Regions from separate parts of the Danio rerio genome. Here region 2 is linked to region 1. The links are chromatin contacts, called in public Micro-C maps. All regions are on one chromosome and are shown on one strand. Each heading gives the region's core, a stretch centred on a gene start, on an enhancer-like site or on the middle of the called end of the contact. The rest is flanking DNA. Distances are from core to core; before and after follow the strand shown. Region 1 has its middle 5.4 kb from the start of guca1b. Region 2 holds the start of klhdc8b (kelch domain containing 8B).

Evidence for each region. A called contact is a pair of places that touch in the nucleus more often than the background predicts.
Region 2: a Micro-C map of caudal fin shows a contact between it and region 1, with 6 times the contacts expected there. The contact joins the promoter of klhdc8b here to the enhancer-like site in region 1. A contact is called at or near these places in 7 of 18 Hi-C or Micro-C datasets (caudal fin, embryo, hematopoietic stem cells and 2 more) and 1 of 4 datasets of contacts at active chromatin or transcription factors (caudal fin).

What each region holds. Positions count from the first base shown.
Region 1 is chr23:22,136,438-22,142,818 of GRCz12tu, reverse strand. No RefSeq gene overlaps it. Among named protein-coding and RNA genes, the nearest start is that of guca1b, 5.4 kb to the right of the region's middle. Within about 2 kb of position 2,543, at least 5 of the 62 cell types and tissues checked have an H3K27ac peak or open chromatin away from gene starts, as enhancers often do.
Region 2 is chr23:22,363,019-22,370,090 of GRCz12tu, reverse strand. klhdc8b (kelch domain containing 8B) reads left to right here and starts at 4,919. Exons shown (of 6, transcript XM_073938798.1): 1 at 4,919-5,036.

The DNA.
Region 1 (6,381 bases), core at 1,294-3,793:
AGAGAGAAGTTAAAGGTCTACAAGTCTTTGGATCCCAACAAAAATGTTCTGTGTGGTCATGTGCAAGAAATAATGCTCCATGATGACCAGATTCAACACTATGTAGAGCTAAAAACCGATATTCTGCTTAGCCAAAGACAAGGAAAGAAGACGGAGTTAATGTTATACAAGACCTGGGTAATTAATCACCAACAAGTAAACGACTGCATTCTGACAGCGAACTGCACCTGTACGGCAGGATACGTGAACGAGGTAAAGTCGGTTTTATATTCGCACATTCGGACTTTCTCCTTAACAATATAATTTCATTAAAGTATTATTTGCAAACTCTAAATAGCGAAATCTTATTAGCAGCCAATGACTATCGAAGTACAACATGTTCACAGTCAAATAAACTGTCACACTTGCAGGTTATTTCAGACCAAATATTAAAAGTGCAGTGGTAAACAATATAGGGAGTGTGTCACAAGTTGTAACTGAATGAATTTGTGAATATAAAACCAACTTTACCTTAATAAACGTAGCTAACTTTCACGTTTCATACTTAGCATTCAGTGTCCGCAATTTAATTCACCATATGTAACTGTTTTTGCTGAAATCATTTCTGCAATCAAAATGAGTGATGTGTATGATTCAGCAAAGCGTGAACTTACCTGATATGACATGAGAACTGCAGAGTCCAGCATTTCTAATTTGCTCCAAACGTCATTCAGCTCCCATTTAGCCAAAGACGTCTGCAGTCAGTATTAAAGCAGTGTGTGGTGTATGGTAAAAGTTAAGTTTTCTATTTTTGGACTCGAATTTGGCATCCTACTGCACAAAACAACATTTTTCCCATTGCAGCCCGTCCTTTTTTTACAACCGGGGACCCGTGTGACGTAGGTTGGTAATTGATCTATTGGAACTGAACTTGGGCAGCTGATGATGACGTTGCACGAGAACGCAAGACCGCTGAAGAACGCACATTGAGAAACAGTACAAATGGAATAACCCCTTTACGTTTACCTCTAATACTTTGCTGCAGTTATTCACAGTTTTTCTTAGTCACTTTGGAGCATTTCTCTCAACACTATTTACATTTGCACAACAGTTAATGCATTTCTCAAAACAATTAGTCATTTGTGCACATCTAGTAGCAGTTTCTCATTCCTTTCAACAAATAGAAAATGCTTTTGAACATGCATCAGCTGCTTTCATACAACTCTCTGCTGTTTTATAACATTACCATTTGCTTATGTCATGTCAGTCAAAATAAACTAAACTTGTGAATGCTGAATAGTCATTCCATTTAAAACTAATAGCCCTCATTTCATTACTTAAGACATTACATACAAACACTTTTAAAATCTTTTTAAATCTCCTAAAAAAAAGGGTTCTAAATTCAATAGTTTCATGAATGATTTCATGACTATCTTGCAAAGGTCATTATAATTATTGAAGCTGCCGGCAGTACATCTTGTCTACATTGTGTCTACTGCACTTGTTACAATGTGAGGATTTGTGCAGAAGTGCATTGAACAAAAACAGAGAAGTATTTCTAGCTTAATCAAAATAATAAATAGAGGCCGGGAATTTGTTTTATTTATCACCATCTTTTGATAGATAGATAGATAGATAGATAGATAGATAGATAGATAGATAGATAGATAGATAGATAGATAGATAGATAGATAGATAGATAGATAGATAGATAGATAGATAGATAGATAGATAGATAGATAGATAGATAGATAGATAGATAGATAGATAGATAGTCTCCAAGTGACACTAAACAATTGAAATAAATTGATCTGAGGGATAAGTTGTGGTTGTTTTTTTAACTGAACAAAGATGAATGAATAAATCTCCAAAAATGTCACCTCCATTTATTTTGGATGAAGTACAGAAGCAGAAAATCTTCAAATGTCACAAACTCTTGGCAAGACAGGGATTAAAGATCTCTTGTTTCTCTCCTGCCTGTTAGAGGCTGATTTACGACTTTCTGGTCTGCCAATCGTCTAAAATGACACCATGATTTTGTTTTTTTCTCTAATATCCTCCTCAGTTACCTAACATAAAGCCGTTTTACTTCTAACCAGCTGTGCACCTAATTAGATGAAGGACGTAGCCAAATAATTCATTAATTTGCATCAAAAAATAATTAACAGTAAACTGTAAAATACTTTAATAATAAGCCCTTGAATCCGAGCGCATGCAGGTAACTGCTGATACTCTAATTAAACAGCAGCGGTCTGTACTTATCCTGATTTCTGCTCTTTAATTTCCCCGCAGTGTGTATATGTGCTTCATTATTACTCATTCTGATTAAAGGGACGAGATGTACTGCGAAGAATATTACTCCGGGTTCCCTGCTGTGTGTTTTGGGAGAGGGGCTTGTGGAGGTAAGATGAAAGACAGAGGAGATGTTTATTCTCTGCCCTGGCAACTGGATCAGACGTTAATCTTAATTCAGGGCCAATGAATAGCTGTCCTCATGGAGTCGTTTTGATTGCATAACGTTGACACCCGCGGTCAGTTTGCTGACTAATGCGGAGAACTGTATCATTCTGAGGTACTCTTAGCTTGGTAATCGCATTAACCTGTGTTAGATACTCACAAGTCCTTCTGACTGTACACTCTTTAATCCAAACGATTATAAATGATATTTTGTGTGTAAATCAGTCACCGTTTGGTATTTTAGATATAGGCTGAAAAGAAAATGATCAACCAATTACAGTACAAAACGGTAGCCTTTGTAACACTGACACCCAGGGGCATCTGCTAGTATTTCGTCTTATTCATTCTTATTCATTTCTTTTCGGCTTAGTGCCTTTATTAATCTGGGGTCGCTAGAGTGGAATGAACTGCCAACTTATCCAGCATATGTTTTATGCTGCGGATGCCCTTCCAGCTGCAACCAATCACTGGGAAACACCCATACACTCTCATTCACAAACATACACTACGACCAAGTTTATTCAATTCACCTATAGTGCATGTCTTTGGACTGTGGGGGAGACCAGAGCATCCAAAGGAAACTCACGCAAACACTGAGAACATGCAAACTCCACACAGAAATGGCAACTTACCCAAGAAGGGCTTGAACCAGTGACCTTCTTGCTGTGACGCAATCGTGCTACCCATTGTGCCACTGTGACGTCCCGTTATCATTATTATTATTATTATTCATTCATTTTCTGTCAACTTAGTCCCTGATTAACAGGGGTAACCACAGCAGAATAAACCGCCAACTATTCCGGCTAACCGATTTAGTGTACCAGATTAAAACAGAGATAAATCATTTTTAAATGTTGCAGATAAAAATCAACACAGTTCAGCAGTTTATTAAAACAGTAGATATTAAAATCCACTTATGACTTGTAATCGTAATAAGCTTATTTAAAGTGAACAACACTGCAGCGCTCATTTCTCAATCAGTCTTTCTTGATTACTGCCTCATTTGGAGCTGTTACGACTCTGAAAGTACTAAATTGTTTTAAGATGTAAATGATTTGTAATTACAAAGATTTGTTATCTGGTGCAATGCACAAAAACTGAATAGGCTACAAATATGAGGAAACATAGCTTTTAGACTATTTTACATCACAAATGTGTGTGTAATTTGTGTTGTATTCTTGTTTTCCATATTTGTTATTGCATCCTGTATTAATCCAATAAGATTATTAATTATTGTGCAATGAGTGGCCTGGATCGCTCTAGGCCAGAGAAGCTTATCCTCATGAAATATGCAGTCAGCACTTTGGAAAAGGTCTTTAAATATCATGGACTGACAAAACGGACAGCCTTTTGTGGCTGTGTTACCAACTAACAAACTAATTTTAAAAAAAAATGGAATAACAATTTTTAAACAATTTAGTAAATTTCACAAATAATTACGTTAATTAAGTTATTGCAGAGAGTGACTTGAATATAATAGTACATTCTTAGAAATGAAGGTATGCATGCTGTCACTGGGGTGATACCTTTTCAAAAGGTACAAATTTGTACCTAAAATGAACATACAGTATTAATACCTCAAGGGTACATACTACCTTAAAAGTACAAAAGTGTTCCTCTTAAAATTTTTAGGTTAAATATTTAGCTAATATATACGTTGGGCAGCACAGTGGTGCAGTGGGTAGCACAGCACTCTCATCTCACATCAAGATCGCTGGTTCAAGCCTCGGTTGGGTCAGTTGGCATTTCTGTGTGGAGTTTGCATGTTCTCCCCATGTTTGCGTTGGTTTCCTCCGGCTGCTCCGGTTTCCCCTACAAGTCCAAAGACATGCGCTGTTGGTAAATTGGTTTAGCTAAATTGTTTGTTGGGTATGTGTGTGAATGAGTGTGTATGGGTGTTTTCCAGTGACGGGTTGCAGCTGGAAGGGCATCCACTGCGTAAAACATATGTTGGATAAATTAGCGGTTCATTCCCCTGTGGCAACCTCAGATTAATAAAGGGACTAAGCTGAAAAGAAAATGAATGAGTGAATGAATATATACTTTTGAGGTACCAATATGGACCCTTTACGTATAAATGTGTACATTTTGAAAAGGTACCTCCTCAGTAACAGCATGCATACCTTTATTTCTGAGTGTATAGCAAGACTAAAATAATGTTACACTTCACAATAGGGTTTATGAGATAATAATAGTGGCTGTATCTACTAACATGAAATAAATAGGGGAAAATACAATTCGTCACCTTGGAATTATAAGGTTCTATCTGATCATTTTGAGATATTGAGCTTCAAAGTTTTTAAATTCCATATAGCAAACATTATGTGTGTGTGGAGAGGTATAGAATGATCGAAAACCCAATGAGGGGGGAGAGCATGCTCAGAGCCTGGCGGCTAATCAGCAGGCCAATCAGAAATAATAAATAACATCTGTTTATTCTAGTGATTGGGCTGGAGAGACACTCTTCTTAAGGAGAACAGAAAGAGCAGGCAGGAGAAGAGAGCGCACACACACAAAGTCATTTAATAAGAGCATGTCAATAAGTCTATTTTGACAAAATTTCAGATAGAACCTTATAATTCTAAGGTGACAAATTATTATAGTTTTTTTTTCATCATTTGTTAACATTGATTAATGAAAATAAAGTCATTTATAGTTTAACTTTTGGTGCATTAACTAATGTTAACAAGATTTTAAAAATGCTATGATTAATAAATGCTGTTCAAGTATTGTTCATTTTTAGTTCATGTTAGTAAATACATTAACTAATGCGTCCTTAATGTGACCGATGCTACTTTCTTGTTTATTCCAAAATGTATTTTTATAGTGAAGAACGATGCACTGTGAACACCCACAAGTCAGACACTTCTCCACTGCACATAAAGAGATTATCATCTTATATACCGTCATGAAAAAATCTTATATACCGTCAGTGTACTGTTTTGCATTTTTATTCTTTAATATCACATGTGTAATCCCATTTCCTCGAGGTAATACAACCTCATTGCAGAACTATTGACATTGTGGCCTTATATTGATAACAGGATGCCATACTTTCTCCAACAGATTCCTTCAGTCATTATATAATGAACTATTTGCTGTAACCTGAGGTAATAAATGAAACTGAGCAACATTATTATGTTTAAAACAGGTTTGTGAATTGTCTTGCTCTGTGAAAGACATCAAAACTTTATTTGAGATTTTTCTGTAGGGTTTTATAGTGAGATTTTCAACCTAAAATGTTGGTGGTGAAAAACGGTGCACACTAAACTGTATCAGCATTCTACTTATCGTTATATGTGGTTATATCTGTGCAATTTATGTTGTAGAGCATACAGTTTAAAATTTGATTAGTTACTTAAAGTGAGTAAACCAAAACTTAAAATCAACAAGTTGACTTTACGAAAATAATGTATGTAAACTCATTGTAAACTATTTACTTTTTCCAAATCTGCTCTCCAGCGTGTCTTCTAAATTCAATACAGCCTATAATTGTAGATTTTATAGACTCAATGAAGCACCAAGTACGTAATATTGTGATAATTATAGTAGTTTTTTTTTTTTTTTTTTTTTTTTTTTTACATAAGTGCTAAAATAGTCTGTAAGAATGGATTAGTTGACTTTAAAAAAAAGTAAGTCATTAACATAATTATAAAATTCAACTTAATAGTTCCAAGTTGTAATGGATGCACTTTATTTTTGTAAAGTCAACTTGTTGCTTTTAAGGCAATTGGTTTAACTAATAACTTTTTACAATGTACATAAAAATATTTTTGTTGGTTGTTGAAGTTTCTTTTATGTTCAATCTACTTTAACTTGTAAAAACTAATAAGTTAACCTAATTCCTTCATGTTGTCCAAACACAAATTGTTTGTATGGAACCCAGCTTTTTTGAAGTGTATAGGTCAATCAGTCACAGAAAATGGGATTTTTGCAAAAACAATA
Region 2 (7,072 bases), core at 3,670-6,169, 220 kb before region 1:
TAGTACACTTAACAAACGTATACTAAATACCAGTAATACTTAAATCAATTTTAAGTGTACTACAATAAAGTACACTACAGAAAAAAACATCCAAAAGAGTTTTATTAGTGTGTTTTTCAAAAGTGTGCTTCAAACATTAGTTGATTTTTAGTACACTGTTTAAATAAAACTAATCCTAAGTTTAAAATAAGTTAATATATAAAAAATCTATTACTAATGTATTGTAGTAGAAGTACATTTTTCCAAAAGTTGTACTTGAGTACACTTAATGTGAATGCAATATTATCAATAATGCTTAAATTGATTTTGAGTGTGGTAATTTTAAGTTTACATTAAATTTACTTTATTAAAAATCTATTAGTAATGTATTGTAGTAAAAGTACATTTTCCCAAAATACTTTTAATACAGTATTTAGCACACTTTTTTATACAATATGTATATTCTTTTAATATATTACTATTATACTTTAAATTAGTCATAAATACATTTATATATGTTTAAAAGTAGGGTTCAAGCATATTTCTAGTTGTAACTAAATATATTTTATAAAATACAGATATAGTATGTTCAAAGCACATTTTAGTTCAATTTCAGGGTGTCTCAAAATAGCACAGTTGAGTACACTTAGATGGTATTAAGTTTATCTTAACATATACTTAATACTATCTTTTAGTACATTAAGTACAAAATTAGTGTGCGAAAATAGAGCACTTTTAGTACATTACTGAAAAGTGTACTAAGTATACTTAAAGTGCATTTTAGTGCACTTTTTTTTTACCTGGGTCTACAGCAGCTCCACTTAATTACATTGCATTGTAGCATCATCTTATTTTCCATCACCGCACTCCCCGCAACAATACAGCCGTAAAGGCTTAGCGGGAACACACATTGCTTTCACACATATAATGCACCAGACACTGAATACCTATGCACCTCTGCAGCTCTGAGTCGCTCTACCAAGTCTTATTCCTTCTCTGCTACACAGCAGTTATTCGTCTCTTCAGAAGCTTTCTGACTTCCACCGCACCTCTGAAGTCGCAGAGACGCTCAGCCGAGCCTCATTTCCCCTCTATATCACTGCCGCAGCAGTGACGCTCAGCGAGTGCATATTCACTTCCATTTAGCATTCCACTACTGATACACTCTAGAACCCTAAAGCTACATTTCACTACTACCATAGTAAGCCTCTCTTACAGAGCTCAACCACATACGTTTCAAATCATTACATTTATCTCACTCTCCTGCCCGGTCCTAGCAAGTAATCCTGCCCCGGAAGCACATAATCGTATATAATCCATCTGCCAGTACACCACTCCTGTAGCAACGACCACTCCCATCTCACCTTTTAAACCCACACTAACCTCATTTTACTCCTTCAAGCTTTTCTAGTTCACTTTTTACTCAGCAGCCGGATATTGCTTTAATCTTCATTGCCTTTTGGGGGGTTCTTCAAATACGTGGCTGCTGTCCCGAGTAGAGCATTTTGGGGAGTTGTCGAGATCTACCTGAGCTCAAGGCTCCCCTCTCGCCCTGCAAACGGGAAGGAGCCCAGGGCTTAAGGACCTTTGAGCTCAGGGCTCTCTCCCCGGACAGCCAAACTTGCTTATAATCAATCATCAGCTAAGTGTGAGCTCTTGAAACCAGCCAAGGCTGGTTGGTTGGTTTTAGCTAGTCAACCAGGCTGGTTTTAGAGAGGGTTTGCCCATTTAGGCCTGGTCTTAGCTGGTCAGGCTGGGAGATGACCAGCTAAAAACGGCTTGACCAGCCTAGCCAGGCTGGGAGCTAGCCAAAACTAGCTATGTCTAGCCTAAACCAGGTTGGTCAAGCTGGTTTTAGCTGATTTAGGCTGGTCATTTTCCAGCCTGACCAGCTAAGACCAGGCTGGAAATGGCTGGAAACCAGCCTGAAAATGGCAAAACCCTTCTAAGACCTGGCTGGTCTACCAGCTAAAACCAGCGAACCAGCTTGGGTTGGTTTAAGCAGTTTTTTTTAGCAGGGCTGTGATATATGTTGTATCAGCCCAGAATTGTTCTAGACTTCTCATAACTAGGTTGTTCAAAAAATAAATGAATACAAATATTTACATTATTATTTAATACAGTGTACGGGATTCATATGTTCTTCTAATATGTTATTCACATAAGCAACCAGTAGATGGAAGCACCTGCATTTGGGATTATTTTAGCCCTGCAATGAGTTTGTGAATGGGACACCATGACATCTCAAAGACTGACAATGGGTTTGAGCAAAAAAATAACAGAAATGCTGGTATTGCATGATTTCTTTTAGCAGAAGCACTCATTATTTACATAATGTGTTGGAGTTTGTAGTGATATCTGTGAGTCTCTGAAAATTTGCTGCAAAATATTTTTCAAAACCACTAAATTTGGGGCATTAGGTTTACGGGTGTTAAGTGCTGCTGTAATGTCTAAATATTGATAATACTGTATGTGTGTGTTGGCCTGTCAGTGCAGTGGTTGAGGAGATTGACTCAAACATTCATTTCCTCCTGCTGACCTCCTGTCTCCAGCAGTGGACTCACACTGGGAATCTGCAGTGGTGATCGATTTGAGACGAGGGGCAGTATTTCCTCCTCAGGAGAATGCACAATTGAGATCAATTGATCGGGTTCACCGAGTATGCAGCAAGGAGAGTCATAATTAGTTACACTGTACAGTCTAGGTACGCTTGTTCAAGTAAATCTGTCTTTGTTAATTTAAGGGACTCAGCTGTTTTGTGTGTGACTGCAAGTCTATTCCTTGCATTCAAAATATTATAACAATCAGATTTGTTATTGCTTGAGCAAACAATTAGCAGGGCAACAAACTATTCAGTGTGATCATTTAGCTTTTTGTCTTAGAAAGCTTGTGAATTCAGAATTAAAAATATTAGTGCTTTTTCAAGGTATATGAATGATATGCAACCTGTTTTTTTCTGTTTATATATGTTGCTTTGGCTGTTTCACAAATGTTTCCATTTTAGCTCATTGCCCCAATGTGTGTTTTGCTCATTAAATTTCTTTGTGGTAGTCAGAGATTTCTCATTACAGGCTAAATGAGGTGCTGTTGCATAATTAGCCCACATTTAAAGTGTAGTACAACTTGCTTTTAGGCCACGGCACAGCTAAGAGTACTGTGTTCTTGCCTAATGGCTCGAAAATAATGGGAAGGTTTAGATTATCGCTCCATTTCCAAGGATACGGACCCATGACTGATTTATCTGCTTTGCTCTTAATTAAGTCATGCTTCACATGTTATATTTATATGGCTGATTATTTGTTTAAAAATGGTCTGGTAATTTATTTCTTTTTTGGGAAATTTAGATTAAGCTTTAATATACATTTGTTATTATTTGTTAGCATAATTTTATACCTATTTAAGTCATTTCAGTAACTGTCTCATAATCTTTAAAATTTGAAATAAGATTATTTTCATTTAAATCATTTATTTGCAGAAAGTGATCATGTGTTAATTGTTCAGATCTGAACTATAGGTGGAAACGTAGGCTATTCTTTTTTAAATCTATACGTAAATGTGTGTAAATGTAAATATACTTTATGTATTTTTATCCATAATATGTTTTTACGTCAGAAGAGAAAATAAACATATATTTGATGGAATCATCCTGATTTTCTTTATTACAACAAATTGAAAAATAACAATGTGTTTGAAAATTAGAATAAAAACGGTGGCACCATGCTAGTCAGCTAACCTTTAAAATCAAAATGTCAATGATAAAACATTATTTGCATATATGTTATAAAGGTTATGCTTTTTTTTAGCTAATTAAAAAAATTGTGTAAAAAAATTTTTTTTACACAAATTTGTTTTACATAACACCCTAGATCAGAGATGCCCAAGGGCCCGCGGGCCAAAGTTGGCCCATGGTAACCTTTGATTGGGCTCGCCATCCCATCTGAGAAGAGGTGGAGAATGATGGGGATGGTTTAGAGATTGACATTTCAAATTTAAATTAATCTTTTATTTGTTCGTTGTATTGTAAAGCTACAAAAAAGCTAAGTGAAGTTAAATGTTTTAATTCAAATGTTGCCATTTAATCAGATTTTTAAAATGTAGATACTGTCACTAAAGGCAGATTCTGCTTGTGTATTCAGCATTGAACTCCACTGTGTTATAAATGTGATTGTTTTTGTATTTAATTGCAATAAATTATCATTTAAACAGTTATACTGCATTACATACTGTCATGTTCCACCAAGTCATGTTTTCTATTTATTTAAAAATTTTATTAAATAAATTAGGAAATGACATATGTCTCTCGATGATATTTGTTTTTTGGTCCTATGAGAAAAAGTTTGGGCACCCCTTCCCTACTGTTGCTGAAATGCGACAATATTACTTAATACCAAAAGGGGGCAGTAGTGTTTCAAAATGCCAGCTTGCGTCGATGCACTTCATTAGTGAGGTTTTGTCACTCACCGTTTCCCATAACCCGTGTCATTTCTTCTAATAGTCGGAGCAGGAGAGGCACTGGAGGATTCAGGGAAGATCGCAACTTCATTTCTGCATTTCATTTCACGCATTTTAATGTTTTTTTTTTATGTGAGAACAAGCGATTTCCACTGACATTGCGACAATAAGAGTAGCGCGCAATTAAAGCACGATTAAATTCGTATTGTTTAACAGATCAACAAATAAGACGTCAATAAATATGTTTTAGTAGCATGCAAGTCTAAGACACTGCAAAGACTTCATCCCATGAACTCCATACGCCCTAAATCTGTGCTTTGATTTTTCAATTGTTCACTTTGTAGTTCTAGTCAAAGTAACAGGGTTTTAGGGAGAAAAAAAAACAAAACCTCCAGCATGCAGACAGCGCGTGTGAGCGTTCAGGGGAGGGCGAAATGAGTGATGCTGCTGAGCCAATGGAGATACTCGCGCGAGGAGAGGAGCATCTGTCCGAAACCTAAACTAACCGCTGGCACAATAACGCGACTGAGGAGCGCGTCGAGCTCATCTTCTGACTGAACTTTCAAGACTTTGGGAGATTCGCAGGTGCTGGACGACAAAATAAGGTAATAATTAGCACGAGAAGCTTATTATGGAAAGTTTTATCGTGCTATTTTGCACAGACTCGAAGCGCATGGTTTGGTGACAGACTGCAGTTTGTGCATGTGTTGGAGAACAGCCACTGTATCACTATCTTTGTTTCAATACTAGCAAATAAGGATTAAATGGCATTAATTAACATTATATATTTTTTATTGCATATTTTCACGTCGTTTGGAAAACACGCCATAATATTTGACTGGTATTTTAAGCTTTTAACTATGTTTTTGTATCTATATTTTAATCTGAATATTTTCGTTGATGTATGCTTGTATGTACTGGCTGTATATACACATTCAAGTTTACGACTGGTTGGAAGGTGGTCTTGCGCTCCATGCAGCGTGTCTTCAGTGTTCACGGCTTTTGGAGAGGCTGTTCCGCATTAGATCAGCTCTGCACAACCCTCAGCTGATAACATGCTCAAGTGCTTCAAAGGCTCTCAGGGTTTTCGCTAAGAGACCGGCCAATTCTTATTATGGAGAATTGTTGTTTAGTGTGAGGCAGCCAACTTTATTATTCGCTTGATTAAACAAATCCAATAACAACAAGTGCTTATAGTCACAGAACACAGTACTGCAGTGATCTCGCTTAATTTAATCACCTGTTGCATGGCTGTTCTCTTTCATTATCAATGTGAGATTAATGCTTCAGCAGAAGCACTTTACAAGCTCAGGGTAAAACTAGCAGTTGTGCTCTTAATCTGTTTAAGCTTATATTTTGTGTAACTTGTCTGGTCGTCCACAGCCTTGAGCATGTTGTTTTTGTTGTTTTGAGATTAATGTTTCATTTTTAAGCAGATACTTTGAATAATATTGACATAAATAATATTGAAAAATATGTAATTATTTACTTCGATCATATATAACCTGCCTCTATTACAAACAGGTCGATTGCAAACAGGTGTCCTGACATTTTATACCACCCATTAGATTTTAATACCAGCACTGTATTTGAATGGTTCTGAGGTTGGGGTTAGGAATTAGGTAGGTTAGGGTGGCGATATTACAGTTTCATATCACACTACTGCACATTAAAACTTACACTGGTAGCTAAAACTGATGAGTAGCATATTGCATCGTCAAAATGTGCTACCTACTTTTTGAATGGGAGGTAGGACAATCTGACAAGATAGGGCGAATCGGCAGAACACTGGAACCAATTTGTTTCTTCTGTGGAACATGAAATAATTAATTTTGTAAAATAAAGTGGGCTTCAGTGGTCACAAGGTATATGGGCCTGTATAAGATTCTGACGGTATGATTACAGTACCTTGGATAAAAATATCACAGTTTCACCATATTGTGATTACTGCTCAGAAATATATTCTTTCTAAATGTTTGTGTAAAAGCAAAAAAATTCCCTTTTGAACACAATATGTTTTATTTTGAGAAACATTTCAAATATTTTAAAAGAGTAACATGCCAGGCTAAATAATGAAAATTAATAATTGACTTCTGCTGCCTTCATTTATTTAGATTTGTTTTTACAATTTAAAACAGCATCTTTGGAGATCTTTGCTGCTCGAAAAAAGCAACAAAAAAGTAGATAAAAAATCGTAAACATACCTTAGGAACAATATTGCAGAAAATTTTGATGGTTATAAAACTTTGACTTTTCTAAACTAAGATATACCTTGAAACGTTTATCGTCCCATGCCTAGTGGTCACTTTGTTTTACAAATCATACATGTTTGGAACAAAATGAGCGTAAGGAAATGACATAATAATTTTTTAGTTTTGGGAAAGCTTTCTCTTTAAGTGAAATGATAAATGAGGGGGAAATGTAATGTAATGGAATCTTAAATTTGTGATTTATTTGTCTGGGGAAATGTGAATTTAGAATGTGTGTAATGTGCATTAATAAGGACACTAAAGTCTGCAGCCCCCACTGTCTGCAGTGCTTCTATTGAGATTTGTGGAGTGACTTGCTCTTACTTGCTGGACTCCAGTACAAATTCATGGCAACTCATCTTTATTTCTATAGCGCTTTTACAATGTTGATT